Regions from separate parts of the Hordeum vulgare genome. Here region 1 is linked to region 2. The links are chromatin contacts, called in public Hi-C maps. All regions are on one chromosome and are shown on one strand. The core of a region is the stretch at or near the end of the contact, and the rest is flanking DNA. Distances in the headings are between cores, read along the strand shown.

What was found. A called contact is a pair of places that touch in the nucleus more often than the background predicts.
Region 1: a Hi-C map of leaf shows a contact between it and region 2, with 4 times the contacts expected there. The contact joins the promoter of LOC123449228 here to the promoter of LOC123449227 in region 2. A contact is called at or near these places in 3 of 6 Hi-C or Micro-C datasets (leaf and seedling).

Annotation. Positions count from the first base shown.
Region 1 is chr4H:516,707,045-516,712,802 of MorexV3_pseudomolecules_assembly, forward strand. It overlaps LOC123449228 (coatomer subunit gamma-1), which reads left to right and starts at 3,897. Exons shown (of 18, transcript XM_045126368.1): 1 at 3,897-4,148; 2 at 5,470-5,567; 3 at 5,692-5,742. The coding sequence starts at 4,067.
Region 2 is chr4H:516,549,619-516,555,820 of MorexV3_pseudomolecules_assembly, forward strand. LOC123449227 (proline-rich receptor-like protein kinase PERK4) reads left to right here and starts at 2,973. Exons shown (of 7, transcript XM_045126367.1): 1 at 2,973-3,136; 2 at 3,379-4,137; 3 at 4,235-4,834; 4 at 4,918-4,988; 5 at 5,067-5,143; 6 at 5,236-5,545; 7 at 5,634-6,077. The coding sequence starts at 3,540. The coding sequence ends at 5,846. It overlaps LOC123449226, which reads right to left and starts at 2,661. Exons shown (of 7, transcript XM_045126366.1): 1 at 2,411-2,661; 2 at 2,050-2,331; 3 at 788-1,052; 4 at 1-657. The coding sequence starts at 2,451. The coding sequence ends at 337.

The DNA of each region.
Region 1 (5,758 bases), core at 2,647-5,146, 160 kb after region 2:
ATTGAGCTCCGAGACACCGCCAAGCTTCTAGGATGCCAAAGCATCCACGAAGAACAATATCTAGGGTACTAAGTACCAAAGGTAGTAAGCTTCTCAACTTCTCACTTCCATGTATCACCGTGGAGAACTCAAAGCGATGCAACTAATGCAATGGCAAGAACACACGAAGTGGTCAAGTCCCTCACACTCAAATCCCTCCACAACAACAAAAGCTATGGAGAAATATGAGAGGAAGAACAAGGAGCTCACAAAGAACTCCAAGATCTAGATCCAAGGGGTTCCCCTCACATAGAGGAGAAAGTGATTGGTGGAGATGTGGATCTAGATCTCCTCTCTATTTTCCCTCAAGAACAAGCAAGAATCATTGGAGGGATTGAGAGTTAGCAAGCTCTAAGAATGTCAACAATGAAGGTAGACCAAGAGCTCAACGGATAGATGAGGCCAAGGGGGAAGAAGACCCCCTTTATATAGTGGGGGAAGGAATCAGACCGTTACCCCCACTTACAGCCCGAGCCCAGCGGTACTACCGCTGGCTGCAGCGATACTACCGCTGGCACTCCAGCGGTACTACCGCTGACCAGGGGCGGTACTACCGCCAGCTAGCGGTACTACCGCTGGCTGCAGCGGTACTACCGCTAGGCCCCTGGTAGTGCAAAGGCACTACCACCGCCAAGAAAGTCTTCGCAAAAAGGTCCGACGCAGTACAACCGCAAAGATGACGGTACTAAAAACTTGGAGCGGTACTACCGCTGGACAGCGGTACTACCGCCAGCTCTAGCGGTACTACCGCTAGGGCCAGCGGTACTACCGCCAACTCTAGCGGTACTACCGCTCGCCACTGAAACAGCCATAACTTTCGCATACGAGCTCCGAATCGAGCAAACCCAAGCTTGTTGGATTCAGGACGACAAGAGCTATCGAGAAATCTTAAGACCATGCAGATATGAAAATGCCAATTATATAGAGATGTGAGTCCTCTATGAATGAAGAACCGGCAAAGACTCCAACATCGAAAACATCATAGTAGATGCATATGGACTCCGTTTTCGATGAACTCGAGCTTGTCACGAAGTTGACCATAAGCTCTAAAACTCACAAAGAGAAACACCAAACAAGAACCAAGAAGTATGATGCAAGGATGCAGATGGTTTGAGCTCTCAACGAACGATACGATCAAGCTACTCACTTGAGAGCCCCCCTTGATAGTACAACAATCTATCCTAAACGGAAAACCTATCAAGGGCAAACCTATACCTTGCACCTCGTCCTCTTGAGCTAGATGATGATGATCTTGGCTTCCTCAAGATGGACCACCTTTCTTGATTGCGTTGGCTTGATGAAGACTAGTTGATTGCTCCCCCATACTCACTATGGGTGAGCCACTCTTTAGCATATCTTCACAAGTCCATTGCCACCACAATGGACGGCAAGCTTCAAGCATGATATCTTCGTGCTGATCCACTTGAACTTGCACATCGCAATCTTGATGACGATCACAACTTGACGTCATACTTCATGGGTTGTATGAGATCTTCTCTTTGACGCAAGCCCATGGAAACACACCTAACCCCCACATAGAACTCTCACGAAGACCATGGGTTAGTACACAAACACGTAATGGACAATGCTTACCATACCATGGGATCACTTGATCCCTCTCGGTACATCTTGTACGCTTTGTGTGTTGATCATCTTGATTTACTCTTTGTCTGAGATCTTGATCAACCTTGTGTCTCTATGACCATTCTTTGGATAATACCTTGAATACCACCTTGGTCATCATATAAACTCCTTGAACCCAACAGATGGACTTCAAGAAGTGCCTATGAACAAATCCATTAAATATAACTTAAGGCAACCATTAGTCCATAGGAATTTTCATCAATTACCAAAACCACATATGGAGATATATGCTCTAACACAATGTCTAGTCTAAGTGTTAGACTTTGATGGGCTCCGTATATCAATGTGAGCCTAACCATCTAACCACATGTTGATTTGCATGATCATCATTAGATAATGCTTTTCTCAAACACGCCGTGTAGCAGGAGAAGCACGCCGGGAAGACAGATTTACAAAAACCAGACAAACAAAATAACACATAACTACTAACCTGGCAAGCAAATTAAAGCTAAAACCCCCAAAAGAAAACAAACAAAGCCTAAACACATATTCACTATATATCAATGGAACTTGATTAGAGCTTGAAGGTATTCCGTAGGATTTACCTTGGTTGATTCAATTAATTGGATATTGGCAAATGCACCAGGAATCAACTTATACACATTCACTTTAGTTCTATTCTTCATAAGCAAAATGTAAAAGGAAAAAATGATAAAACTCCTAGAAGATGCATTATGTATTTTGTAACATGTTATGATATTATAACAAGTTTTTTTCTTGATATATCCAATATTTGTGCATCATTATTATTCGTTTTCATCAAACAAACTGCTTGAGATATAGAATCTTGTTTAGAAAGCATGTTATAAAAATAGAGAGATATGTAGATTGTAGGTTGGATGTCATGGGAGGGGTGTTTTGGCTCCCGAGAGCATATGCTTCCGGATGAATAGTACTGCGAAAAAAGTGGTAAAATATTTTCAAAAAAATCTGATTTTTTAATGGATGTTCGTGTTAGTGTGACAAGCATGCTTGACAATTTTCATACAAATGGAGCAGTAGTGTTTTGTCGGTGAACATAACAAATTTAGATGACATTTCGGGGTAACATTTGATGTTTAAATTTGTTATTTTTGTACAGGCTAAATATTTAGCCTTTTTTCCTAAAAATTTACAGGTAGCATTAGAATATGACTATAAATGCATATAATTTTTGCTGGATTTTTTTGACATCTCAAAAATTATTTTTTATGAGCAGGAGCAAATGCTCCTGGGAGCCAAATTGGATTTCTCGGATGTCATAATTTTTTGAAGCCCTACATTAACAAAAACACACGACTATGCATACTTGTTCTTTTGGATGCTTCATAATTTTGTGCAAACCTTTGAAGAAAAAGACAAGACCTGATTGAAATTTATAAGATGTTTAATCTCTTCCTAAGCACTTCATTCATCCGAGTTTATTAGACCATCTTGTCTTTTGGTTAAGACATTGACCATAGATTTCACTAGCAAAATATGTTGTATACGTAGTAAAAATAGTATCACCGGAAACTTCATTCAATTATGAATCTAGCAATACAATTTTTGTGGCATCTGATCTATGTTTTGCTATTTATACATCTATGGTCAAACTTTGGCACTAAATAACGAGGGGGAGCAATAATCCCGGCACAGAGGGAGTATCATATAAGATTATGTGAAGGAAAACAATTCATAGTTTTTGGTGGTCTTGTTTCATTGAATAAATTTTTTTTGTAAAAAATATGAATTGAAAATTCTACTGTATTTCTACGAAAATCTTTCTGTCCAAATGTATGTGTGGCAGCAAAGTTGGGCTGGGCCGTGCTGCAATCAGACCTCATAACGAAATTCGTATCCAACACTTAGGAGTATGTACAATAATGCTATATTAAGAATATCACATAAGATAAATGCTGAGATGAAGGAGAAGAAATCCTTAAAAAAAGCTTGTCTACCCTTATTTAAAAGATGATCTTCTAATACAAGACGTCTCATCATGTTTAAAAAATAGCTAGTTTTTAAAGATACGACTAAAAAATAATTCATTGTAGACATTTTTTTGGTTATATTGTAATTACATGCAAAACTTAACATAAAACTATCTTTATATTCCGCAAAAGAAAACACAAAACTATCTAATGAACGCTGTACATGCCCTGACAAACCACGGCCACCCGACGGAGGAGGGACCGAAGTGCAAAAAGGGCGCGTAACAAACCACTGACTAGAGAGAGTACGAGCCTCGTCCCAAGAGTCCCGATCGGCCGATCCCCACCACCCCACCCCACCCCACCGTCCCACCAGTCCACCGCCGCACGGCCGAGCTTGCGTAGGATCCGGGCGAGAAAAGCTTGGTCCGGTCGAAGCCCCGGAGGACACAAAGCCCACCCGCCACCCCGCTCCACCATTAGAACGTCGCATGCCTCGCTCCCTCGCCGGCGACCTCACCGACCCGGAGATGGCGCAGCCCTACATGAAGAAGGACGACGACGACTCCGACAGTTAGTCTCCTTCTCCCTCGCTTAACCCCATCAGCGCCTCCTCCTCGCGCTCCCCTCCCCTAACCTGCTGCTTTGGTTCGGCTGTGATGCGACCCCGAGGGGACGCCACCGCCCACGGGAATGCCGGATCTGGCGCGATCTCGCGGCGGATCTCACGTAGTGTGTCCCGCGCGTGGTGTTGCTGTTGGTGGCGGTGGCCGTGCGGCCTCGTTTGACGACGCTCCGCTGGTGGGAGATGTGGTCTCGGGGTGGTGGTTTGCGGGATTTTAGTTCAGAATTGGGGCTGGAGAGCTCGGATTTACGTGGATCTGCACCAATTGCACCTCATCGGGCAGTCGGCTACGGCGTACCTTGCCTTTTGCTTCGTGCTCCTATTAGCAGCAGCGATCATTTCTGGCAATTGACTGAGATTTCGGTGTTGCTTGGTGCCAGAACCAGTTCGACCACGTATCATTGTATTTGCGCAAACGTTATGTGGATGCGCTCCTTAGCTTGTACTAGTATTTTTGTTTGGCCAATTAGATTGACAGGATAGGCATGCTTTTGGAGATATGATCTCACGAGCTGGTTAGATGTGTTATCATTGGCTTCAGAGCGTACCATCTTCTATACAACTGGTTTCTATGTTTCCTGCACGAGTCAGTTGGTTGATATTGCAACTAGAGCTTATATCTGATTAAAGTTTTAAGGACATTGGTTATCTGTGCCGTTGACAATTTTTATAGCTGGCAGGACGTGAAAACAATGAATTGCTTGTGTTTCTGCTCATTTACCGTCAGGTGGTTCTGTGTTAAATGGACCTTAGTGCATGTTTTCCTGTCCCTTATTCCTCCTCAGACCATCATGTGACTCCACTCAAGCATTTGTCCAGCACAAAAGCACATGCTAATTAATCAATAAATACGAATTTTAAATTTTCCATCCTAACTTTTTATGCATTTTGGCTGGAGCAATTCAGTTTATCGCTTGAATCTTGATAATACGTACAATATGGCTTTACTTGTTGCAGAAAGAAAAACAAATTCCTTTGTTTGAGATATCTCTGTTTCTTTGTCATGAAATTTTCTACTTGATGATCATGTTTTGATCGAATCATGTTCTGTTTTGCATCCATTCCAGCCTAAACCTTTTAAACTTAAGAGCTTCTGATTCTTCTGGATGTTGGGCTCGGGGACTGTAGCTTTTGATGGTTTTTGACCCTGAGTTTAGGTTTGACCTTCTGTTAAAAGGGTCCTATCTCTTATGCTCCTAGATCACGCTCAGTGTAACCAAATGCTTTCAGCTTATGACATGTTTATTAACCGCGTGTAAGCTTTTGCAGTCGAGTACTCACCATTTTTCGGGATTGAGAAGGGGGCTGTTCTGCAGGAGGCACGGGCTTTCCATGATCCCCAGCTTGATGCCAGAAGATGCTCGCAAGTAAGTGTTGCTTACAGTCACTAAAATTTCTCATCCTTTGTAGTGGTACATTGAGTTGTGTATTTTTGCCCACTTTCTCTTGGGGACTCTGACTGTTTGCTTGATATTTGTCTTGGATCTGCAGGTTATCACCAAGTTATTATATTTAATTAACCAAGGAGAGTCCTTTACAAAGGTATGACAGTCAACAT
Region 2 (6,202 bases), core at 1,723-4,222:
TCAAGGACACAAATTCGCTGAACACCCACTCAAAGGTCTCCGTTGTTTCATCACGAAGCAATACCCCTCCAAGGATGATGCTCTGGAAGTGATTATTGACACCAACAAACAATCCGAAGGGCATATCATACTGGTTGGTACGATATGTCGTGTCAAAGGTTATTGCATCTCCAAAAAATTTGTACTGGTGGCGGCTCTTACCATCTGTCCACATCAATGCCCTGATCTTGCTCTCATCATCAACAAGCACACTGCCAACAAAATTTGGATCCTTCTCTTTCAATTCAGAGAAGAGCTGAATTGTCTTCCTAATGTCCTCATCACCCTGTTGTTGATTCATCCTTTTGCAAAGGTAACGTAGAGACCTCTTGTTAAGGACAAGTTCTGCATATCTCCAAAAAAGCTTGCAATCACCCCGAAAGTCTTGCTTAACGATATGTTGTTGTTCCTAAGGTGCATGACAATATCTTTGGCATGGGCATCAATTTGCCTGTGAGATACCCAATGCAACTTCTCTCTGCAAGTTTGTGCCATGCCGTGATTATGCTCATACTTCACATCATGGATGAACCAACCATGGTCCGGTGTGCGATGCAACCTTATAAATGCAGGGCATTGGCAGCATACTGAGTGGGAATTCACCCTGCGTGGTTTTCCCTGTTGGACAGGTGGTGACAAGAGCTAGTTAGACGTATTATATGACTTTTCAAATGAGAAATAAAAAAAATCAGGGCACTACGTATTTATGCAAAACGAACAGGTGACACGACTTGATGATATAACTCACCGCGCATCCACAAACTATGTCCTGGACAGTCTTGCATTTTTCAACATTCCTTCTGCATTGTCCATACTTGATGCCAAAGCCAATCTCCCAAGAGTATAGGTTGTAAAAGTCGTAAGCTTCGGCGAAGGAATCAAATTCCTGGCTGATCTCTGGCTTGACGACGAACTCTGATTTCTTATCTGCGTATTTCGTCATTGAATTCTCCAAAGCACTGACCCTGCCCGACGATGTGGCACGGCAATCAGGTATCTTGCCAAGTCGGACCCTACATTTGATGGATATGTTAACAACAAGTCACATGGAATTAAACAAAGATCCCGCGTAACCAGTTAGATAAATTCCACACATAATTTGAGTGGCATAAACAATAGTAAATGTATGACAGAATTTTCAGATCCAATTGACTAAGATTCCGAAAAATTTGCTTTCAATGTATAAAAACATAAGGACTTCAGAATTTTTTTCTTTAAATTCTGTGTGCAGCAATGCGTTCAACTCAAATAAAAAATACACTGAGATTATTTGAGTGGCTAAAAGTTTGATATTCGAATAAGCTATCAATCAATGTAGCATAATATAATTTATTTGGATAAATTTTGCTACTCCACCTATTGAAATAAGTTCGCTTGAGTACACGTAAATCCCAATCATTGTATAATACATGACTGAGATTATTGAAACCCACAACATCTCTTAAACAGCTCGTTATCTATTATACACTTTGCCAGACGGTTTTTCCAAACTACACGCAAGGACACATAAATCTGCGCCCACGGGCGAATATGGCTTTATACACAACCTGAAGAGGTGTTTTTCTTTGAATAACCAAACTGAATAAATGTCTTAGCACCAACGCTTTTTCTGAAGCAACAACTTCACATAAAAAACATGCCACTCATTGTGGTCAAATCAACAGGGTCTGCTATGGGACTCTGATGCGCGAAGATCAACATTCTGCACCCGCTATGCATAATTTGGTCAGAAAAAAACTGCAACCTGAATAAGTGTTCTTTTTAATAAGAAAACTGAAAAAATGTCTAAGCACCAACGAGTTTTCTGAAGCAACAAGTTCACACAAATAACATGCCACTGATTGTGGTCAAAACAACAGGTTCTGCTATAACACTCTGATGGCGAAAATAAACATTCTGCTCCCGCTATGAACTAAATTCGTCAGAACAAAAAACTGCAACCTGAAGAAGTGTCAATGCACCTACTTGAATTTCTGAAGCAACAAGATCAGTACAAAAATGTGACAGTACCTTTGACGCCATGGAGATGGATTGGGCTGCACTTTAGTTCCATGCTCTTCGGTGTCATCCCCATCTGCGCCGTTGAAAAACTCGGGGATGGCCTTATTCTTAAAATCCCCATCTGAATGAGATACTAAATCTGTGGCCATATTCTTCTCGCCATCTTGGCTTGAGGAAGGAGAGTCGCTCTGGGAATCAGGATGCTCTACCTCCTCTTCCTCGTCTTCCTCGTCTTCCTCTAGCTCGCTCAGATCTGGGGCGTTTTCTGCTGGGAAAGGTTGGGAAGGAAAGCTGCCAATATCATAAATTTGAGGATTCAGAGCCGGCCAAATGTTAAGAAATATCAAGAAGAATATCTGATAGGGGAAACCTGAACAGGAGATCGGTGAATGACCCGGGGCCAAGATCCATTGGTGAATTTCTGACAAATCTGATGATCCAGGTGAGGGGACGGGGAGGGCTTGGTTCCTCTGCTGGATGCAGCTGCGACTGTGTGAGTGGATTTGAAATTTGAATGGTGTCCGGGTTGGTGGATGGGCCAGCATGGTCACGAGGTAGTGGACGACGGGGCGATTTAGGCCAGGTACGAGCTATGACGAGGCGTGCGTAGCTAGTCCACCAGTACATCAGATACGATAAGACAGTATTTCTCCCGTATGCGCTTGAATAACCGAAGAAAAACGAATCAGGTGGGTCCAAGTGGGACAGGCTCGTGCTGATCCACAAGGCAACGCCACGGCACCGATTCGCGTTGCGCGCGTGACCAGATAGAGAAAGACATATTCGCTTTACCCTGGACTGCAAGAGAAGACCTTCCACTCATCAGCTGGTTCAGCCACGGGCCTAGAATGGCACGGTTAACACGAGCAGTAATGCGGGTTTGACAGCTCCGCTCCAACGGCTTTCAACCCCCCGTTCCGCCTTGAGGCTAAAAATGGAGAAAAAACATAAAGGACAGCAATGGCGAGTGTCCAAGAAATGTGACGAAACCTACGCCACCCGAAGCCTACTTCCCTTCCCCCCGGTCTCTCCAATTCCGTTTCAACCCCTTCTTTCTCTTTCTTCTTTTGCGAAAGAACAAGGGGAAAAAAGGAAGGTACATCACCATCATCATCATCATGGATGCTTCGATTCCCTCGCGCTTTCGCGCCTTCGGTTCGAATTTAATTTGTTTGCCATGGAATCTGGTTTTGCATTTGCGTAATGCTACTGTGGATCTCTTTTTTTTTGCGGGAAGTTACTGTTGATTGGTGATTCTCAGATGTGAGCGTAGATATATAGAGGATCAACTCTTGCCTAGGCCAGAGGTCTGAAATCTCGAGCTCGCCATGGCTGCAGGGGTTCATTATGCGGAGGGCGACGGCGACGAGGAGGAGCTAGCGCCGGTCCGACCCAGAGCATCTTCTGGGAGCAGGGGTGGAGTCATCTTCGCCGGGAAGAGCTCCGTCGCGGCGAGCTCTAACAGCGACGCTAATTGACGAGGGATCCTCCTATCACCAATGGACGACTCGCCCCTAAGCCGCGGACCCTTGGGCCTGCTAGGCAGCGGTCCACTTGACCAGTCGTCGTCGTCGTCGTCGTCAGGAGATTCTGATAGCTCGGGCGGATCGTCGTCGTCCGGGGAATCGGATAGCTCGGGCGGATCGTCCTCATCGGGATCCCCGCCGTCTGTCTCCACCTCACAATCGTCCACGCAGTCGACCCCGCCGCCCGGATCCTCAGGCTCGCCTCCGTCGCCGCCCGCACCGTCGTTGTCACCACCGCCGGCTACGCCAGCAGGTACCGGCGGGTCGCCCCCTGGCCAACTCTCGCCGCCGGGATCAAATGCCGTCCCGTCTCCGCAGGCTCCGAAGCACAACGGGGGCGGCGGCGACAGCGGGGGCGGTTCCAAGGGCGGGGGCGGCTCGAAGGGCGGGGGTGGTTCCAAGGGCGGAAGCAAGCAGGACGATTCTCCGCCCGTGGCGGCCGTGGTCGTCGGCGTGGTGATCGGGGTCCTCGCCTTCGCCCTGCTGCTATGCATCACCGCGTGCGTATGCTGCGCCAGGAGGAAGAAGAAGAGGCCGCCCATGGCCATGCCCTTCTACACCGACCAGCATGGTACGGCTCGCATCGTGGCGAGTAATCTTGGCACGGAGGAGATCAAATTCTGAGTTTCTGACTATGGCGGCGTGCGGTGCGGGGTGCGTGCGTGCAGGGAACGTGTACTACGCGAACAACATGCCGAACCCGAAGTGGCAGCAGAGCGGGCCGGCGGACGGGCCGAGCGGCGTGGGGTGGCACCCGCAGTACGCGCCGGGACAGGGGCCGCTGAGCGAGGAGATGATGATGAGCGGGTCGCAGGGGACGGGGCATGGGTCGTCGATGCCCCCGCCGTCGCCGGCCATGTTCGGGTCGCAGAGCTCGTTCACGTACGAGGAGCTGGGGGCGGCGACGGGCGGGTTCTCCAAGGCGAACCTGCTGGGGCAGGGCGGGTTCGGGTACGTGTACAAGGGCGTGCTGCCGGGCAGCGGCAAGGAGGTGGCGGTGAAGCAGCTCAAGGCCGGCAGCGGGCAGGGCGAGCGCGAGTTCCAGGCGGAGGTGGAGATCATCAGCCGCGTCCACCACCGCCACCTCGTCTCCCTCGTCGGCTACTGCATCGCCGGCTCCTCCCAGCGCCTCCTCGTCTACGAGTTCGTCGCCAACGACACCCTCGAGCGCCACCTCCACGGCAATGGCGTGCCGGTCATGGACTGGCCCAAGAGGCTCTCCATCGCGCTCGGCTCAGCCAAGGGCCTCGCGTACCTGCACGAAGACTGTAAGCTTCTTCTCCTCTTCTTCTGGCCACCCACATCCATCCATGTATAACTTAAACTTGTAATGTCGTGCATTATTATGAAGGTAATCCAAGGATCATCCACCGTGACATCAAGGCGGCCAACATTCTGCTGGACGAAAATTTCGAGGCCAAGGTGGGTGATTAATCTGTGAGATGTGTGAATCACAGGGCACGGAATTTGTGGAGTGAAAACTCGTCTGAATGTTGGCAGGTCGCGGATTTCGGGCTCGCCAAGCTGACCACCGACAACAACACGCACGTCTCCACGCGCGTCATGGGAACGTTCGGGTGAGCAGAGAGCAGCAAATGTCGCCATTTCGGCGCCATGGGAGCAGGGCGCGAGCGTTAATGTCTTCTCTGCCGTTGGCTCGTGCATGCAGGTACCTGGCGCCGGAGTACGCCTCGAGCGGCAAGCTGACGGACAAGTCGGACGTCTTCTCCTTCGGCGTGATGATGCTCGAGCTCATCACCGGCCGGCGGCCCGTCGACCCCACCAACTACATGGAGGACAGCTTGGTCGACTGGGCGAGGCCGCTCTTGGCGCGCGCGCTGTCGGAGGGCGGCAACTTCGACGAGGTGGTCGACCCGCGGCTGGAGAACAAGTACGACCGGCTGGAGATGGAGCGCATGGCCGCCAGCGCCGCCGCCGCCGTCCGGCACTCCGCCAAGCGCCGCCCCAAGATGAAGCAGGTGAGGATCGATCGATGGACCGGCAACTCTCGATCGATGCTGAGCAACTCGCCGTGAACTGACAGCGATTCTTGTGCCGTTTGTACAGATCGTTCGCGCGCTGGAGGGCGACGCGTCGCTGGAGGACCTGAACGAAGGCATGAAGCCAGGGCAGAGCATGATATACAGCTCCGACGAGTCCGGCAACTACGCGGCCAACATCAACAGGCTGAGGCAGGTCGCATTCGAGAGTAGCGAGGAGTACACCAACGAGTACAGCGGGACGGGCGAGTCGGGGGAGACGACGCGACGGCTTCAGTAATCAAAATCTTGGCCGTATGAATCTGTGATGATGCCCGTTGGCCATGTGACGGGAATCGGTTGGTGTATATACGTACGGTACGGGGTGTACACTATGGTTGGTTGGTGATGTAACTGCTTCAATGCTTGTGAATCGGTGTTGTATTATCGTGTAAATTGATGTACCCGTGTATTTACATGATGTAACCTGCAGCTCTTCGGTTGTATTAGCTCAGTGGAAAGAGAACTTCAATGGAGAGCCTCGACATGTGGCATTGTTAGAGCATCCCTAGTCCGGTCCTTAAAATCCTTTTAAATCCTATTTTTTTCTAGTTTGAGGAGTAAGGCCATCTCCAACGCTTGCCCTTAAACCATTCA